Linked DNA regions of Danio rerio: regions 2 and 3 are each linked to region 1. A link is a contact called in public HiChIP or PLAC-seq data. All regions are on one chromosome and are shown on one strand. The core of a region is the stretch at or near the end of the contact, and the rest is flanking DNA. Distances in the headings are between cores, read along the strand shown.

The links. HiChIP or PLAC-seq counts read pairs in DNA pulled down with a chosen protein or histone mark.
Region 2: a contact with region 1 is called in an H3K4me3 HiChIP or PLAC-seq map of embryo, with 5 times the contacts expected there. The contact joins the promoter of abch1 here to the promoter of mdh1ab in region 1. A contact is called at or near these places in 1 of 18 Hi-C or Micro-C datasets (caudal fin) and 3 of 4 datasets of contacts at active chromatin or transcription factors (caudal fin, embryo and gastrula embryo).
Region 3: a contact with region 1 is called in an H3K4me3 HiChIP or PLAC-seq map of gastrula embryo, with 2.9 times the contacts expected there. The contact joins the promoter of dynlt1a here to the promoter of mdh1ab in region 1. A contact is called at or near these places in 2 of 18 Hi-C or Micro-C datasets (caudal fin and hematopoietic stem cells) and 2 of 4 datasets of contacts at active chromatin or transcription factors (embryo and gastrula embryo).

Annotation. Positions count from the first base shown.
Region 1 is chr17:25,762,562-25,767,439 of GRCz12tu, forward strand. mdh1ab (malate dehydrogenase 1Ab, NAD (soluble)) reads left to right here and starts at 3,588. Exons shown (of 10, transcript NM_001355553.1): 1 at 3,588-3,633; 2 at 4,007-4,121; 3 at 4,682-4,780. The coding sequence starts at 4,119. All of the region lies in intron 2 of wdpcp (WD repeat containing planar cell polarity effector), which reads right to left.
Region 2 is chr17:25,945,505-25,949,698 of GRCz12tu, forward strand. It overlaps abch1 (ATP-binding cassette, sub-family H, member 1), which reads right to left and starts at 1,837. Exons shown (of 21, transcript XR_012393396.1): 1 at 1,683-1,837. aftphb (aftiphilin b) reads right to left here. Exons shown (of 10, transcript XR_012393394.1): 8 at 4,166-4,194; 9 at 3,896-4,019; 10 at 2,281-3,745.
Region 3 is chr17:25,986,046-25,990,327 of GRCz12tu, forward strand. It overlaps dynlt1a (dynein light chain Tctex-type 1a), which reads right to left and starts at 2,512. Exons shown (of 5, transcript NM_001423210.1): 1 at 2,484-2,512; 2 at 2,272-2,313; 3 at 1,430-1,553; 4 at 1,275-1,352; 5 at 984-1,143. The coding sequence starts at 2,507. The coding sequence ends at 1,073. It overlaps zmpste24 (zinc metallopeptidase, STE24 homolog), which reads left to right and starts at 2,983. Exons shown (of 10, transcript NM_199892.1): 1 at 2,983-3,298; 2 at 3,501-3,647. The coding sequence starts at 3,191. It overlaps rlf (RLF zinc finger), which reads left to right. Exons shown (of 8, transcript XM_685832.11): 8 at 1-863. The coding sequence ends at 668.

The DNA.
Region 1 (4,878 bases), core at 2,338-4,837:
TTTCATTTGAAACCACATTTTTACCACATTTACATTTTTTACAGAATAATTTTCTTTAAGACGAAAAAAAAAAACATTGAAAAAAAAAATGGCCTCAAACATTTGACCGTTAATGTACTGTATATGTAGTTTAATCATTAAAAACTGAAGGGTTAACAAATTTAAAATAGGTATCAAGAACTGCAGTTGTTAATGTGTCTAAACGATGTCAAAAACTCTCAATTTTCACTCTCTCACAAAAACTAGTGTATTTTTCTATGTTCACCTTTTTCCCAGTTTACTTAGGAAACTGAAATGATGACATGTCCCACAGCGCATCTCTTTATTCAGAGGCACAGTTTGATGAGGTCAAAGAGTGTAGACGTTCTCAGATATCCGGTATTGTTTAAATTTTTCTGCTCTGCATAGACCGTGAATATCCTGCTCATGTCACCAGGTACAGCGCAAGCATGAGACACAATAACAAACATTCCCATTGACAGGACTTAAACAATGCAGGTCCACAAATCTGTAAAAACAGTGCATTTAAAAAAAAAAAAAAACGGCAGCTAAAGTCGCCAGAGCGTGAGTTGATAGAGGTGCACTGAATCAGGGACAGCGTCTGAAACATGACAGCTGAGATCTGATTTTAATCCATGAAGAAAAGCCTATAATCAGTCAAATGATTCATCTGAGCTGGGTCAATAACAACAGTGGTTGAGAAGTGCACATAAAAAAACATGTAACCAATGCTTGACTAATAATTAGTGAAACTGATCTAATTCAAACACATTTTGGGCAAAACAAAACAAAAAAAAAAAAAAAAAAAAACCCACAGTCAATTAATCAGACTAAATGTTGATTCATTTCGCATTAATTACTTAATTTGAATTTATTTAATAGTTTTACATGGAGAGAATTGACTAGTGTCTAACAGATATGAGGTTGAAATGAGGGCCTGTTGAAGCAGGTCTGGATTATTCTAGAATTTCACTCTTCACCATTTGCAATATGATACTGGGTTATTAAAATATTTCAAAACTGTATTTACCAGTGTGACAGCACTGTGATGGTTAAGACCAAAGGTTATGTGATTTAAAGGTTAAATATGTTTTTCAAAGCTATCAGATGCATAGATAGCTAAATGTTACGTTAGTTTTAGAAATAATAAACAATTAAGATACAAATAAAATACAAGTTTAAATAAACATGTTACCCACTATCAAATATATAAAATAAATAGTATTTAATTGTATTTCCTGGAAATACCACTTTTAGTAAATACATTAAATTGATAGTGAAATTAAATTGTATGTACATGAGATGACACTGAGTTATTAATTATCACCAATAAGCTTCAGAAAAAGGTCTGGAGTTATGCTCAATTTACCATGAATCATTCTTTTGAAATGGTTCACCTAGTAAAATGAAAAAAAAAATCAGAAAGAGCAACACTGATTTATAAGTTATCCAAACCTCCCAATGAGCCAATATGGTGTATATAATCTTTCATTTATTCCAACAAGGACTGAAATGAGGAAACCCTTAATATGCTTTAAAAAATGTGTTTTATATTATATTACATCATATTACTTTATAATTAACAATTACTTTTTAAATTACCATCAGTATTTCAACTTTTATTTTTAACAAACATGATTTACACTTTTAAATTAAAATCAAACTTTATTATAGTATTTTACTAAAGCAATTTCTATTAATATGCATTACAGTATTGTACGGGTGAACCACACTGGACATTTTTTAGAAACACCAGTCTCACTGTACACAATGCAATAGAAAAAGCCTGAGGGACAGAGAGAAAGAAAATACAAGAAAGTCAAGAAGGAAGGCAGGTTCAGACACATATATAAAATAAATTCTATAATTTATATAAAAAAAAAATATATATATATATATAATTTTCCATCCAAAATACAAGTGGGGATAAAAACTCAATCTAACAATCTAACTACAGTTGTTCAAACGAATCAAAAAGCACCTATGAACTGACAGCTCCTCTCCGCTGTGTTATGGAGAAGAGTGTTTGCTGTTGTTCTGTTCTGGGACATCACATGAAGAAGCAACATTATCCTCAGCTCCTTTGTCAGGCGGTTTGTAATGAGCCTGTAATGAGTTCATGTAAAATGCAGAGGGAGATCATCTATCTCACCCTAAGCAGGGGTCCTCACAGCTCTAAACTGACACAGACGCCCTATTTCGCCCTCTCAATAGGAGGTAGTCAAAGACACAAAAATTATAGAAGTGTTTATGATACAGCTGCTCTTGGATGCGTTTTCAAACAGAATCAAGTTGGTATTAATTATATGGCTAATAAACTGTCTAAAAATTCTCCAACAGAAAATAAATATTTTCCATTAAAAAAAAAAAAGAATTGTCAAAATGAAATAAGCCCTTTTAATAGAAGCTACAAAAGCCTACTTTAGATAGTTTAACATTATTGCCAAATTTTTTCACAAAGAGAGAGATAATGCCTTACTGAAAAAACAAACAAAAATGAGTACGATTTATATATAAAACTAAGAAATGAATGATCAGCCAACCCCTAAATCAATCAATCAATCAATCAATCAACGCTGTTTGTTTAACAGGACCATTCATTAATCAAATTTCATCTTTAATGAAGAACTGCAGTTAAATGTCAGGCCAAGGACATTATCTGTTTTTTTACAATTTTTTTTAAGGGTAAAGTTATTTTAACAATATCATACATTAATTACAAGTATATGTTATAATACCTTTTGAAATGAACCATGATTCAATAATAGCAAATGTGATAGTATGTTTTCACCACATTAATCACTGCACCATTTGTATAACAAATGCTTAAATAGTGGTCAGTGAAGCAAAATCATGAAACATTTGTGGTTTTTCTCATTTTTAGTTTTGTTTGTAGGCAAAAACATGAATGACGTTCGTTGTAAATGGTTTATAAAAAGGTACAAATAGCAAAGTCTAAAATACAACTTTTATATGAGACCAACCACTTATCTACTTACTTACTAATGTTTTCCAAGATCTTTTACAGCTACAAAACACAAGCCAGTACAGAATTCAATCAAGCCGACAACAGTGAACCCTGTCTGGACAACGTATGGGGGAGAAGTCGATACAGTAGATTCCGAAACATCTGACTTCTGCATGTTTCCATTTTCGATAACGGAAAAATAATGTTTTACAGATTACAAAATTAAAAGACCACATACATACAGTACATACAGGATTCGCCACTATTAAACACTCCACATAATGCACAGGATGCTTTGACTGTCTCATCAATAGACTTACCGATAAGTTTACAATAATGTGTTGATCCCCTGCTAACGTTACTTGAACTGATGCCGCAGGTGCAGAGTTTTTGTTGTCAGACGACTGCATATAAATATAACTTTAGGAAAAATGCACAAATAAAAAATGTAAATGTAACTAAATTTAACTAAAACATGTTCTCACGATATGTTAAAATATTAGCAGTCGCTAACTTCAGACATGTTCATGATTTCAAGTGTGTCTAAGCAACGGACGCAGCTGTAATCTCCATAGCTTTTACTTTTTCTCCTGCGTTGTTTTCCAAATATTACGGTAAACTCCAATATCTTCCGGGTTGTTCCTTCAGTCAGGATCGGGATTTGTGTGCGTAGACTAAATGCATGAGTTATAAAAATCCCAAGGAACACCACATATTAAGGTTTTTACGGGGAATGTTTTTGATTATTTTTGTGTAATGCTCCGTTAACCAAATTGCACGTTCACATTTTTTAAATAATTAAAAGTAAACCATTAAATCAGTAACTGCTTTATTACGTTTTTAGTTTTAAGTGCAAATAATGTTTCTAACACAATTTAATTAGAAAGAACAGAATTGCAAACTTAAATCGGAGGTCCCCTTGGACTCATGGTAGAGGCATCTGTTAGTTTGTGATTTACTATACTTGCTTATAGGAACTGTAGTTTTTATCTTAACAACATGAACGCCTGTATGATAACTAAAAACTACATTTCCCAGGAGGCACTTGTAACGCAGGTGCAACGGCAACTTGTTGCCTCGTGAGGAAAATAGGGGTGACCTCCGCAATCAGAGTAGTGGGAGAGCAGCTGTCATTCGTAACCAGCAGAAAATGGTAGGAAAATTTCATATTGCAACTAATGTTTTAAAACAATTTCACGTTTTGTTGTTAATACGTTATCATGCTTATGGAAACTGCGAGGTTAACGTCAAAGCTTTGAGTCGAATAATACCAGGAGCTATTTTCTTTATGTTTGTGCTGTTAAATTACAAAGACTTGTATAATGATCATTTAATCACTTATTATAAGACAATAAGAGTCATGCACTTTTGTATTCATGTGGTATTTTATTAAATCGTTCGTAATTTTAAATTGCATTCACAGTCTATTCAGTGTACAAGTCTTAATTATTAATTCAAAATATGATTAATTTGCAACAGATGAGTGAAAGCAGCGGAGAAAGTGAGTTAATTGAAGAACTGAGTAAATGTCTCTCGGTTTAAAAATATCCCACTCAGCACGTCATTCTGAGGTCTGGCAGAGTTTGCCAGGACTATTTATATGTTCTAACACCATGAGCTTCCTGCTCATCTCTACTGGCTGAATGTTGTCATATATAACTCTTTTCTTTGTTCACATTAGTTGTTCATAATTATTTTCCTTTTTTGTTATAGTCTGAGCCTATTAGAGTCTTGGTGACCGGTGCCGCAGGACAGATCGCATACTCTCTGCTGTACGGCATTGCAAAGGGAGATGTCTTCGGTAAAGATCAGGTAGAAGCAGGATTTGGCTTAGGCAATGGCCCGTCACAACCAATTAAACACTGTTGTGTCATTCAGCATGTGGTTTGACTTATTCCAAGAATAAGCTC
Region 2 (4,194 bases), core at 587-3,086, 180 kb after region 1:
TTAAATTCCTTGAAGAAAAATGAACAGTCCAGCTGTCCGGTTGGGAAACCCGCTGTTTTCTGCTGCAGCGTTATTTCATGTCAGGTGCAGCGATGCGCAGCGTTCAGTAACCGCCGGCCACAGGCTGTCAGTAGCTGCGCATATTATTTGTCTCCTCTACCAGTTAATCGACAAGCCCCGCCTTCTGAACAGCTTGCCCCCATCACTAGCCAATCCGAGTCTGAGAAGCTATATAGAAGCAGTCTGTAATTGGACAGCTCAGATGTCATTCTAATACCCTAGCAATCGTGGAACAGTGACAAGTGTTGCTGGAAATCATAGAGGGAAAACAGCGCAATAATTTAGCCATCTGTAAAAACTGACTTAACGAGAGAACTATTTTAGGAGGATAATGAGATTTTTCAAAAAAATGTGTTGTTTTATGAGATTTGTTGCAATGAAATATTGTCCAGTGCTGCTTAACTGATGGAGTCTGATTCATTTCCGCGAATCGGTTCTTTTAAACGGTTCGTTTTAAAGAAGTGGTTCAATATCGATTCAGATACTCCTTTGCACCCGGGGCAATAAATTAAATTAACATGCTTTAATGGTGCTAAATCTAATAAAATGTATTTTATATGTACAGGTTTGAATAAAATCGATTTATTTTTACATAAAATTCCTGCACTGGATAACAAAGGAACATTATTTTACATATATTCTGATACTTAATTGTAAACATTAAAGGCAAATTGAAATATTTAAATACTCGTATTCCATATGCTTTCTATGACTATGAATGCAAATCTGATATTGAACGTTGACTAATTTATGCTAATATATCTTGTTTTTTAAAGTTTTTAATGTTCCAGTTCCATGATCCAGCGTAAACATATTAATGTAACCGGCAATAAAAATGAATATTGCAGTTTAATCGGTCTTTTGTATTTCATTTGTCATTTAATTTCACTGGGGCTCCGGCTCTGTGTTCCCCATATATTGTGATTTCAAACTAATTTGATGAGAGACAGTGAAAAATCATTTCAATTTACAAATTATATTTCCGATCTTTAAAAAAAAATGGTGAGTGAAGAACATTTTGACTGAATTTTTAAATAGATAAGTAAAACAATGTAAGCAATTAAAACAAGCCAAAACGGTCCACGGTGTTAGTGTTGTCAGACAGAATATTCTTCTAAGACTACTTCAAAATACTACAGCCTAGACTGACCATCTTTTTTATACTACTTGAATGTCTAATGATGTTCTTTTTAAAATAACATTTTCTTAAGTTTAGTCAGAACTTAAATTATAACCGTGTAGTAATTATTCGTAAAATTAATACATGGTGATGATGTTACTCCAAAACTAGTTCAGTCGACTCAATGAAAAGATCCGACTCCAAAAGAACGATTCGTTCGGACATGTGTAATTATTACATTCTGCCTCTGCGTCACCAGGAGACACTGCAGTAGCAAAACGATCCGTCTTCAGCGCTCCGCATTAACCAAACAAATAGCTATATAAAAACATGCACAGAATCTGTCCAACCATAACATTCGTGTCTAAAATAGCCTGCAGAATCACCACGTAGCGAATAAAACCTGCATCACATTTAACGCAAGTGTCGAGTTCACTCGTTCAGCCTCCGCAAGAGCAAAACGTAAGCATAAAAAAGAGGAACAGACAGAACAATAACTCACTCTTTGCTCCATCTCCGTGCTGCCACTGAGCGCTTCATGGGTTCCACTACCGGACATGATCACCGGGCCGGGGGCTCGATATGCTGCCGGTGAGAAGCTGCTGCTCTGCTCGGTTCAGTGCGCGCAGATGAGCGCGTTAACTCATTCTGCTCCTGACCAGACTTTAACTGCAATCCGCAAACGTCTAAGAGGCAAGTTTTAAAAGTGTAAAACACAGTTCTGATCACCTTAATGTTTTCTCAAGTGCAGAGCCTTCCCAAACGCTTCCCACTGGGGAAGAAAACACCCTGGAATAGAAACATGTTTGTTATTTGCATGAAACATGGATACTACCTGGCATATAATATAAAAAGCAGAATTATGGGACAGAAAATGTCACATATATAATTTATATACAAAGAAATACATTGGTACAGTTGCACTTAATGTGTACAAACAATAAAAGTAAAGAACAGAATGTACAGCAACAGGAACTCCCTCTTGATACACAAATCACCAGAGCAGCTAGACCTTTCAGATTGGCTGGCAATAAAGACACACAGCATCCAAGCAGATCTTAAATGCTGAAACCATCCAAAAAGGAACGAGTTTGTCAGGCTTTTTAGTTTTATTATTGTTAAACTTTAAAACACATACACAACAGAACAAACAAATTGATTTATACACTTTTTTTTCTCCACAGGAACAGTAGCTACAACCCATTTCTATCTTTAAGACACCATAGCTCTGTTGTCATATTCATATTATATCAGATTGTGCAAAAGATCTTGCTTAAAATAATACAGTGACAAGACAAACATCCAAAAATGCTGTTCCATTAATGTTAATGTATTTACAAACATGAACTAACAGTCAACAATAGTTCATCCATCTCTGTTAACGTTAGCAAAAACTTAATACACCTCAAAGGGACTTTGACATTAGTTAATAAAAATAAAGTTGTTTGTTGACATTTTGTTTACTCAGTGCTTTCACTAATGTTAACAAGCAAACTTTGCATTTATTAAACCATTACTAAATGATTAGCTCTCACTAATAAATGCTGTACAAGTATTGTTCACGTTAGTAAATACATTTATTAAATGGAAACATTAAAGTGTGACCCCAAAGACAAGTATAAAAGCAGTTCCCTTATTAAAAGTTATCACCATTACATGACAATATTCTCTTTTTTCCCCAATGTGTGCTTGTCAGTTGTTGGAAACAAAATAAATAAACCAACTACACACAATAAAAATGAAAGAAAGAAAATGAAGGTGTACAACAGGGGTGTCCAAACTCGGTCCAGGAGGGCCGGTGTCCAGCTGATTTTAGCTCCAACTTGCCTCAACACACCTGCAAGGATGTTTCGAGAAAGCCTAGTAAGAGCTTGATTAGCTAGCCCAGGGGTCTCTGATTGGGGTTAGAACTAAACTTTGTAGGACACTGTCCCTCCAGGACAGAGATTGGACATTTCTGGTGTACAACAAACTAAAATGAATCAATTAAAGGAAGAACTGAACTTAATGACATTCTAAAAATACAAAGAAATTAAAAGAAAAGTGTGTGTGTGTGTGTGTCTGGTTTCAAGTAGTAAAATGTGCAATTCTGCATTTCACCTCTAAGTGAAAAGTACTCACATTTTCACAAACAACACTCTAAAATAAAATCATAATAAGCAATAATAAAAGGTTAATATGCTGGTCTAAATACTGTATATAAAATATGAAAGCCGCGTGTCCCTTTTGCTGAGAACAAAACAAACCCAGATTGAATATTTTCACATATAGTGGGAACTGCAGAAGTCAATAAATAGGCAGCTTTCAAATGATTAGCTTGTTATATTAAAGGTCTTCTTTTGTTTGGAAGAAAGAATAACTTGATCTGTTCTCTGTAGCTGTCGATAAACAATGAATGACCATGCAATGACTTTGAACTCGAAGCTTATTGGTTATGTGTGATTGGCTGCTGGCGTTAAAATGGAGGGGAACATTAAAACCCTGGCCTTCATGAAAGACAGGTCAGGGAGAAGTGAGATGACCTTTGCTGCTTCTTCGCTCATCTCTTCATCTGTTTCTGGTTTCCTGTCAACAGACACAGAAAGAATGAGAATTGACTCATTTATGGTCACACCCCATTTTAACCTTTTGAGCTGTGAACTAGCCGTTCATTTGAGCTCAAAAGGTCTAGGCATGTTAATAGTGTGTATATTCATGCATGCATGTTTTTCTAACCTGACTGTTGGTTTGGTTTTCTCTATAGACTCCATAAGTTTTGTAAATGCATCTGCAATGTTGCGACCAGTGGTGTTGTTCTCCATTTTAGCTGTAGTCAGTTCATATATCTCTGGATCAACACCTACATGAACAGAAAATCTCTTTTTAACATATATAAATGAAAGTTAAGATGGTTGAAAGTAGGATGACATGATCTTAGAGATGATGTAGAAAACAAAGAGAATCACTAAAACATGAGATTAAAGGAAGAAAAGCAGAGATACTCACAGAGGCAGTACTGTAATAAAGTCCAGAGA
Region 3 (4,282 bases), core at 1,262-3,761, 220 kb after region 1:
CCCCACCACTTGACCTCTCTCCACCTGCTACACTTAGAATCACAGTTGATGAAAGTTCATTTGAAGCTTCTGGTAAAGACAGTAAATCTATTAATATTCCTTCTAGTGTTTCCATATCGGTCCCCACCCCAACTCGGCAGCCCCTCAGACGAAAGAATGAGCTCTCTGAACCACCACTACCACCAGTCCCTCTTTCTCCAGTCCCAATGGATCCTGTAGAGCACAGTCTATCCCCAAGGGCTTTTGACATTGCAGCATACAAACCTATGGGCTTCGAGTCATCATTCTTGAAGTTCATTAAAGACAAGGATGAGGAGATCAAACTTGAAAAACCATGGACTGCAGTAGTTTCTAATCCTTGCCTCAAGCCTGATCCAAATCGCCGGCGAGATTGTTTCAGACGAAATTGCTCAGTCAAGGAGAACACTGAAAGTGGAGCCCCCATTTCTCGAAGCCGCAGGTTTCGGTCATCCCCTTTGAGGCATCTGATTTCTAAAGGAGAGTGTACCTCTATTCAGAATCTCCGTATGATTTTAGAGAGAGCTTTAGGGGGGTGTGGCGACCAAGCTATAAAACAGCTACAGTTCCTGAAGCCTGTGGTGGTTCTAGAGAGGCCAAAGTCCTTTGCCTCCATTTTCGATCTCTTGCCCTCTGAAACTAAAGTATAAGCCTCTGCTGGGCACCAAGACGGTTAACTCTTGCCCACTTTTTTTATTTGAGAGACTTTCATAGTATTTTTTTATATCATTGATACAATTTTGGTTCTTTGCTGCCAAGGTTAGGTACCTTGATTGTTAAGTTGTGAATGTTTATATCTGTAAATAAGGTCAAATAAAAAAATGAACAACAAATAATTTCAAAAATGCATGTTCTGTTACTTATTGCATACACAATACACATTTACACTTCTGTAACAAAAGTAATTTTAATTGATTTCACAATCTGGGGTGGTTTATATACACTGATAAAAGAAATGTATAGAGTTAGAATTGCAAATCAAATTTATTTGTGAAACAGATCTAACAAGTACAGCATTGCATAAAATATGTTTGGAATCCTTAGACCTTCATCCTCAAATGGCAAGCCCAAAAACACTAACTATGCAGTAAATGGTTTTATTCTCCCATCGTACTGTGCAGCTCCCTGTGCAAAAAAAACAACAAAAAGAAAAAGAAAAAAAGACCATTTCAATAAATTATTTTCATGCTTGGATTACAATTGTTATTGGAAATGTTGGCGTCTAAAATTCTGATCAATTATACAAATAGCCTTACCATCTGTAGTGTTGTCCCAGAAACACGAGCTGGCAGTGTGTAAACCTGCCCCATTTTTTTGCAATATGATGCATGTCACTGTTTGAACAAACAGAAAACCATGGATTTGGTTCAGGTCCTTTACATAATAACTTATCTAAATATGGTTACCATACCTATGTACTTGAAAGGTTTTCCTAATTTAGTTAGCTGACTCAAGCTTAATTCTGCAATGCTTGACATCCACTGATTAATTTTTTCGTGCTGGTATGAATTGTTTCCAATGGTGGTTTCAACAGTCTGTCATCAAAAGATGTCACAATATTAGGGATTTTTGAAACGTAACATTTACACTTACACGTGCAACAAAAGTTATTACATTTACCCCGGTTTCACAAACAAGGTTTAAGGCTAGTCAAGATTAAATTGCTTGTTTGAGCTTTCTCAACTCAAAATAACTTGCAGTCAGATGTCTTAAAATACGTCAGTGTCTTTTTTTGTCTCCAGGTGCACACCAGTGATATATTTTTCTAAGGCCATTTTTATAAATGTGGCTTAAATAGCCTAATTGAACTAAGCCTTCATCCTGGCTTAATCTAAGCCCTGTTTGTGAAACTAGGCCTTAAAGTTTAGGATTGACTTTAGCCACACACACACACACACACACACACACAAATATATATATATATATATATATATATATATATATATATATATATATATATATATATATATATAGATATGTATGTATGTATGTATATATAGATATATAGATATGTATGTATGTATATATATATATATATAGATATATAGATATATAGATATGTATGTGTATATATATATATATATATATATATATATATATATATATATATATATATATATATATATATATAGATATGTATGTGTGTATATATATATATATATATATATATATATATATATATATATATATATATATATATATATATATATATATATATATATATATATATAAATTGAAATGACATGCGCTTACCTCTTTGATAATAGTGGTAATCTCGTCCACAACAAATGTAGTCTGGAGAATAAATACGTAAGCTAGTTAACGCCTGTACGCAATAGTTATGGCATACAGAACCATGTAAATGTTTTAAATATAGGCCTACAAATATATAGAAGTAGAAATTACAATACGTGTACATAAAACTTTCTTTTTTTCCCTTTTTTTTAAGTATCTGACTTAATCACCTCTTCAGATTGATCCTCGTCCATTGCGCCACTTCTCTGAATGTTTTGTAGTTTCTACGGAGACAAGACTATTGTCATTCCCTCCCTAGATAGTAATCACGGCTTCTAACAACTCGTTGCTACCAAGAAACGGTTTGTTGTCAACCAGGAGTCTTAACAATTTTTAGTTTTGTATTTAAATTTGAACAAGCACACCCAGAAATACACGTATTATAAGATGTCTTATGAATTTAAGTTTTAATCTCTTAGTTGGCTTTATTCGTTTCGTTTAGCGTTTGACATTTAATTAATTGTAGTGTCATATTTAAACGAATATATTGCATATCTGTAGTTGTTTCTATAAATCAAACCGGTTTATCAAACTACAAAATCATTTCATAAATTATAAAAATATAAAAAAATATGTAGAACTACCATAGGGACCAGTTTCATCCGCGTGTTGTGTTTGGTCGAACACAGTTTGGGGTTACACACATTTCACATGAATGGGTAAAGGAAGTGATCGAGCAATGAGTTTACATTATTTTTGCATCTCTACATGTAGTGTTTCAGTATATTGACACGGTTTCCTAAGTTACAAACATCGTGTTGTTAGCTGTGGGTAGGTAGGAAGATTATTGTCTGTCTTGAATGATCAGGATCTGCTGTAATACTGCACACCGCCGGGATAGTTAACAGTAGCAACAAATAACTGTCGAGACGTCACAATGCTCCGGGAAATTCTTGCATTATCAGTTGAAGACAAGATATTTTACGCTGTCCTGTTTTTCTCATGGACGGTGTATGTTTGGGAGGCCTACCTCGCCTATAGACAGGTTAGCTTGTGCTTGTTTTGTTCTAGGTTGTGATTGTGGAAAGTCAACAAATGTTTTTCACTTCTGATTCGCTTATTTGTATTTTTGTATTCAAATTCCCGTCAGTGTATAGTCTGTGAAATTGAACTTTGATGCACTAAAATGCTGAGCTAAACCTAAACTGTGTGTAAAAACTTATCTAGACTTGTTTATTTGTTGACAGAGAAAGATCTACAGGGCTACAGTTCATGTGCCCACTGAGCTGGGCAAGATTATGGATTCAGAGACCTTTGAAAAGTCTCGCCTCTATCAGCTGGACAAGAGTAACTTTGGCTTCTGGTCTGGATTATACTCTGAGTTTGAAGGCACGGTGAGCATGAACCCTCCTCCACAGAAATGTATTTATTCATTCTTTTTTCGGCTTAGTCCATTTATTTATCAGGGGTCACCACAGCAGACGGAACCGCCAACTTATCCAGTATATGTTTTACACAGCAGATATCCTCCCAGCTGCAACCCGCCACTGGGAAACACCCATACACACTCATTCACAGACATACACTATGGCCAATTTTAGCTTATTCAATTCACCTATAGTTCATGTCTTTGGACCTGTGGGGGAAACCGGAGCACTCGGAGGAAACTCACACCAACACAGGGAGAATATGCAAACTCCACACAAAAACGCCAACTGACCCAGCCGAGGCTCAAACCAGCGACCTTCTTGCTGTGAGGCGACAGGGCTACCCACTGCCTCACCACGCTACCCCCACAGAAATTCATGTTCAAAATACCCTTATTTAATGAATACTCAGTGTCATTAAATGTGTCGTAGTTTTATCAAGTATGATCCAGAGACTTTTTCGTGTCTTCTGAAAACTTGATATCTGTAGCGTTCAAATGCAAATTTCACATTAATCCTCTGGAGGGAAAATATTGTGGTTCCTTAGTTTTTTTATTTTATTTTTTTAAACCACTTGCTTCTGTCTCTTATCTACTGAGCAT